Linked DNA regions of Bos taurus: region 2 is linked to region 1. The links are chromatin contacts, called in public Hi-C maps. All regions are on one chromosome and are shown on one strand. The core of a region is the stretch at or near the end of the contact, and the rest is flanking DNA. Distances in the headings are between cores, read along the strand shown. Region 1 holds the start of TOP2A (DNA topoisomerase II alpha). Region 2 holds the start of CCR7 (C-C motif chemokine receptor 7).

The links. Hi-C and Micro-C count contacts between places; a contact is called where the count stands out from the background.
Region 2: a contact with region 1 is called in a Hi-C map of liver, with 1.9 times the contacts expected there. The contact joins the promoter of CCR7 here to the promoter of TOP2A in region 1. A contact is called at or near these places in 3 of 11 Hi-C or Micro-C datasets (liver, skeletal muscle and skin fibroblasts).

Annotation. Positions count from the first base shown.
Region 1 is chr19:40,651,638-40,654,588 of ARS-UCD2.0, reverse strand. TOP2A (DNA topoisomerase II alpha) reads left to right here and starts at 1,298. Exons shown (of 35, transcript XM_015458846.3): 1 at 1,298-1,422; 2 at 2,279-2,434; 3 at 2,633-2,723. The coding sequence starts at 1,402.
Region 2 is chr19:40,785,114-40,788,189 of ARS-UCD2.0, reverse strand. CCR7 (C-C motif chemokine receptor 7) reads left to right here and starts at 1,770. Exons shown (of 3, transcript NM_001024930.3): 1 at 1,770-1,831. The coding sequence starts at 1,822.

The DNA of each region.
Region 1 (2,951 bases), core at 49-2,548:
GGAAAAAAAGGATTAAGCCCACAAATTTATGCTAACCTAAAGAAAACCCCTGCTTCCTGATTCTGTTAGTCTACTGTTCTAAACACCTTATGTTTACATTCTGTAATCCTCACACTACCCTGAGGTAATGCTGTTATTTTTATTCCCTTTTTTGAGCAGAGGAAAAGAAAGCAACTGAGAAGCTGCCTTCATCAAGACCACACAACTGGTAAAATGCCTAGTCAGGGTTGAAACTCAGGAAATAATGATTGGAAGGAGGTATTAATATTTCTGATGGAATTCGCAGTCACTCAAATTGTGCAGTTTTTTTTTCTAGCATCTTGTGAGGGCAATGACTTTTCTGTCATTTTAACATTGTGGATTGAAGACAGAAAAAAAAACACACACATTTGAACATTTAAACGTCAGAGTAGTAAACATTTCGGTCTTTGGCATTTCCTAGTCAAATATGGACTACAGGGTTCAAGGAATAATACAGAGAAGAGTAAAAGTAACAACTACGAGGACATTCTGCTGGTCGTCTGAGGAAAAAGTTACTGTCTTAGAATGGCACCTAAACCATCCTCGACTCCTGAGGCGGTGACTTTAAATTATCCCCTTTGATTGACAAGTCGCTGTCTCAAGCCGCTCTTTCGGGGGTTTTGAACGCTGGTCTGTTTTATGTGGGCTCTCTATGCCCTGCCATTATACGAAAACCCAAGCTACGTTCACGTACGGCCAAGTATGGCTTTTGTTTCTTCAAAGTTAGGGGTGGGAGGGCCGGCTTTGAGACAGACGCCTGGTTTGCTGAACTGAACCGAATGCCCCGGCTGCTTGTCCAGAAAGCTGGCGCTCAGTTTTCCCAGGAAACGGAGCTAGGACTCCCGTTTCTTTCAAATTAAAAAAAAAAAAAATCAGGATAGAGGACAGTCTTCAGATTTTAGGGATCCCGAAAGAAGACAGCAGCTCCGGGGCATACATATCTTCTCCTTTTTCTTTTCACCCCAACCTGGATCCCACTTCCGCAGCGCATTTTCCAGAGTTACACAGAAAGAACAAACTAGCCCTCCTCATTGGCTAGATTCCCTGTCCGTGCCTCAGCTACGACTCCGAGTGGTGTCTTTTAAAACGGTCTAGTCCCGCCTCCCTCGTCTAATTGGTTCATTCAAAAGGACCAGCTCAGCTGTTTATTGGTGAATATAAAAAACCAGCTCTGATTGGTTTCTCTGGACGGAACTGATGAGAGCGCGTCAACGATTGGCCTATCTGGTTTGGGCGGGCTAGCGGAAGGTTCAAACCGGAGTGGAAGCTCTCTCCTAACCGACGTGCGTCTGTGGAGAAGAGGCTTGCTCAGTGATTGTCTCGAGGGTCCCACCGGTTTAGTCACTTGCAGGGTTCTCGAGCCTCTTCACGACCGTCACCATGGAGGTGTCGCCACTACAGGTACAGCTCGCGGGAGGGGCGCGTCGCGGAGCCTCAGCGCGTCCCGGCATCTCTGCGGCTGCCCGTGAGAGAGGCGTCTGGGTCGTAGTCCGGCCGCCGAGGGCTGGGCGTGGGTTTTCCGCGTCTACTCGGGTCCCCTGGGCTCGGCGTGATCGCGAAGAGACTGAAACCTTTTTCTGGTGCAAGTAGTGAAGTATTGTCGGCTGTACTGGCTTCTAGGGTGCGGCGTTGTGTTTCAGTTTCTAGAGATTCATTTGGTCCCGGTGTAGGTCGATGGCATCGTGGTCCGCATGTAGCTTTACGCGGCACTGAGAGATGCTTTCCTCTCCTACCTGGGGCTGAAAATGGGATTGGACGACCCTGACCTTGGACAGTGCAGAGCAAGGAACACGGTTCCCACTATGGAGCCGGCAGGTCCGAGATGCTCAAAATACGTCCCTCCTGTGTTTAAAACGTTAACGTGTCCAAAGGATGGAATCCTTATCCTCCCGTACTGCTACTGTAGAATCTGTTAAGTGCCTGAGACCTGGTAGGCACTCAGTAGATATGTGTGGAGTATCTGAAAGAAGGGGGTGTGTGCTGTTGATGGCATCTAACGCATGAAAGTATTTCCATGTCAGATACACATGGCAAAATAATACGTCTGTTTAAACTGACACTTGGGGGAACCTGCTGCAGTTAACTTATATTGCCATGTTTGTACAAAACTATGCCAGCTCCATTGATACCTACCAAAAGGCTGTGCGATTTGTTTTGGTGTGTGTAAGCAGACCACTACGATAGGTATTTTGTTTCTGGTTTCTGATAAACCTATGATTCAAAATCCCTTTTCTTTAATTTTTTAAAAAATTGCTAGCCTGTAAATGAAAATATGCAAGTCAGCAAAACAAAGAAAAATGAAGATGCTAAGAAAAGATTGTCTATTGAAAGAATCTATCAAAAGAAAACACAACTGGAACATATCCTGCTCCGCCCAGACACCTACATTGGCTCTGTGGAATCAGTGACCCAGGTAAAATCAGGCTAATTAAGTGTAGTTAAGATGAATACTTTTCCAGGTTAATTTTCTATATTTCATGTACTTTGTCTTCTGGAACTGGCCTAAGCTATCATCTACATTGTCATACTAATTCAGAAGACTTTACAGTAACCATGATAATAAAACAAAGTAGATATATAAAGTAACCGTATTTCTTTTTCTTATTTCCAGCAAATGTGGGTTTATGATGAAGATATTGGCATTAACTATAGGGAAGTCACTTATGTTCCTGGTTTGTACAAAATCTTTGATGAGATTCTAGGTAAGTATATTCTTAATACAAAGATCTACTGGTCAGATGTGAGAAGTATTATTCATAGCAAAAAACAGTTGGCAAAGTTTAGACAGTCTGCTGGAATCTAGGAAGTTGAGTTCTTAGAAACAGTCCTATGAATAAAAATTGCTAAATGAATACCTCATCAATGTTACTCCTGCACTGCTTGAGACTTTTTTCTTTTTATATCTTAGAGGTAAAGAGTGTTTTCTAAAA
Region 2 (3,076 bases), core at 521-3,020, 130 kb before region 1:
CTTTAAAATGGTCAAAGGGTTTAAATAGACATTTTTCCAAGTAAAATTTATAAGTGGTTAACGTTGCGCTGTTGTTGTTTATTCTCTAAGTCTTATCTGATTCTTTTGCGACCCCATGGACTGTAGCCCGCCAGGCTCATCTATCTATGGGATTTCTCAGGCAAGAACACTGGAGTGGGTTGCCATTTCCTTTCCCAGGGGATCTTCCCAACCCAGGAATTGAGCCCATGTCTCCTGCATTGGCAAGCGGATTCTTTACCACTGAGCCATCAGGGAAGCCCACAAATGGCCAACATGCATATGAAAGGCACTCGCCATCATTAGTCATTAGGATAACACAAAGCAAAACCACTTCACACCCACTAGGATGGCTAGAACCAAAAAAAAAAAAAAATAGAGAACAGGTTTTGTTGAGGATGTAGAACCTTCGTACATTGCTGATGAGAATGAAAAATGGTGAGGCCACTTTGGGAAAAGCTTGACAGTTCCTTGAAATGTTAAACATGTAGTTGCAATATTACCCAACATTTTCACTCGTAGGCATGTTCTCTAGAGAAAAAGAAGCATGCGTCCACACAAAAACTTGTATATGAATTCCTAGCACCATTATTCATTATAGCCCCAAACTGGAAACAACCCCAACGTCCAGCTCATCATGGATAAACCAAATGGAGTATATGCATGCAATGGAATATTATCGAGACATAAAAAGGAATGAAGTATCGTTATATATGACAACATGAGTGAACCTTGAAATCATTATGCTAAGTGAAAGAAGCCAGACACAAAGACCATATAGCGAATAGTTCTATTTATGAGAAATGTCTAGTATCGGCAAGTCTGTAAAAGACGAAAGTAGACTTGTTGTTACCAGTGGCTGGGGGTGGGGATGGAGGGGATATGGAGAGTCATTTCTAATGAGTAAGGGTTGAGGAGGGGTGGTTTTTCAGGAGGAAGCTATTTTAAATGTTCCAAAATAGACTGTGGTGATGATTGCACAACTCCGTGAATATACCAAAAAAAAAAAAATTCTTTTTGACTGGTACTCTTTAAAAGGGTGAATTTACTTGTGAATTATATCTCAATAAAATTGTACTTAAAAGGAAAAGAAAGAAAGAGGAGAGGAGAGAAAAGAGTAAAGAAAATGAAAGAAAAGAAAAAAGAGGAGAAAAGAGACAACCTGGTCCAATGGCTGACTCATGTTGATGTCCAGCAGAAACCACACAATATCGTAAAGTGATTATCCTCCAATTAAAAATAAATAAATTTCAAAAAAAAGAGAGAGATCCTGGCACATCCCTCCTCTTCTGCTTTCCAACATCTGTCAGTGCCTCCCACTGGCCAAACCTACCCAAAAGCCAGAGGGCAAAGCAGTTTGGGAAATGTAGTCCCCTGTGGCACTGAGTTGGGCAAGGGAAGGATGGGGATGGATCTTTCACTTATCTCCAGCTCCCTGGCATGTGATACCTAGGCTGTAAACATTTATCAAATCAATAAATAGTTTCATTCCCCTGCCTTGGGCGGGGCCCTGAGTCTGCAAGGGGGGCTTCCTGAATGTAAATGACCCAATGATTCATGATCCTATGACCACTGAGTGGGCTGTCACTCTCTTTCACCTTCTCATACCCTTCACACTCTTGGGTCCCAGGAAGCCACCTGAGTCCAGAGCCTGAGTGAGGCCGGACTAGTGGGAGGAGCGGGGATGGGAGGGGCAGGGGAGAGGGTGGCTCCTCTCAAAGCTTAAAAGGGGCTAGAACCACATCCTCCCCAGACAGAGCCCCGGCACAACCTTCCTGTGTGGTTTCAGCCGCCGAGAGAGTCATGGACCTGGGTGAGTGAGCCTCCCCCAAGTGAAAGAGATAGCAGTTACCGGGGTCACTTGGACCGCCAGAATGACTTTGTGGAATGGGGATGGAGGATGGGGTGGAAGGCATGGGGGAGTCTCCCAGAGGGACCAGGTGGTTTTAGTGGGAATCAGTGGCTCCTCCCAGAGAACGTGCTCCCCTGTTCCTCCAGGTACTTCTTTCGGACCTGGGGAAGGGGGTGACCATTGTTACCAAGAATAGTAGGTTCTGCAGAAGGTGCCAGGGCTGGGGTGGTACAGATCTGGACAGCACCTGCTCTGGCTAGCCAGGGGGTGATGGGAAAGGCTATTGGGGGCCCCGTTTCATCAGAGAAATCTTGGAGGGTTCAGGACCCTCCATTCGCCCGCCTATTCCCACCTCTCTCCCAGGCTAAATAGGGCTGAGCTTGTCTGCTTTCTTAGGGTTATGACGAGAGGCAGATTCAAGGTGAGTGCATTGTGTAAATGACACTATACGAGCAACACGAGTTGCACTTATTTTCTCTCTGCTGCACATCCCACGGGGAAGCTGTTGCCTCTTGCCAGTCAAAGGTTGAATGGGCAACACAAAATGAGACCACGAGGGGCCTTCAGCTGAAGTCACAGCCAGGGCCTCCAACTCAGCCCCCAGTCTCACTCACTTTTTCTTCCCGGAGAGATGGCTCTTCCCTTTCCAAAATCCATCCTCTGGTCTAACCTTGGTCTTAACTAGAGGGAGCCAAGGGAAGCCCCAAGCAGGTTCTTAGGGGTTCACCCAGCTCCAGACACCCCATTTACAAATCTCAGCTAAAGTCAGACTGGGCTGAGGCTACAAAGGCCAGGTTCCTGGACGGCTTGTTCTCACCAGCAAACAAACACCACAGCAGCCTCAAAGCCACAAGAGGTTGGCTTTAAAAAGTGAAGGTTCCCTGTTCATCTTCTGCTGTCCTCACACCCCTCCCTATCACACCACAGCCTCTTGCCTTCATGTCGGCTTTTCCCGCCCACTCGGAACCTAGGGTCGACTCAGCAAACAGCTGTCAAAGGGCTAAAGTGGCTGTTGCACCCACCGACCCAGAACTCCTGGAAGGCAGGCTTTGATTCTTGCACCTCTGATTCCCAGGGGCTTTGGAGGTGTGAGCAGAGAAAGGTTTGTGGAATGAATGAATGGCATCAAGAACTCTGATGTTAGTTATTAAAAATAATTTCCCCTCCTTCCAGCAGCCTGCCCACTAATCCCACTTCCCAGACATC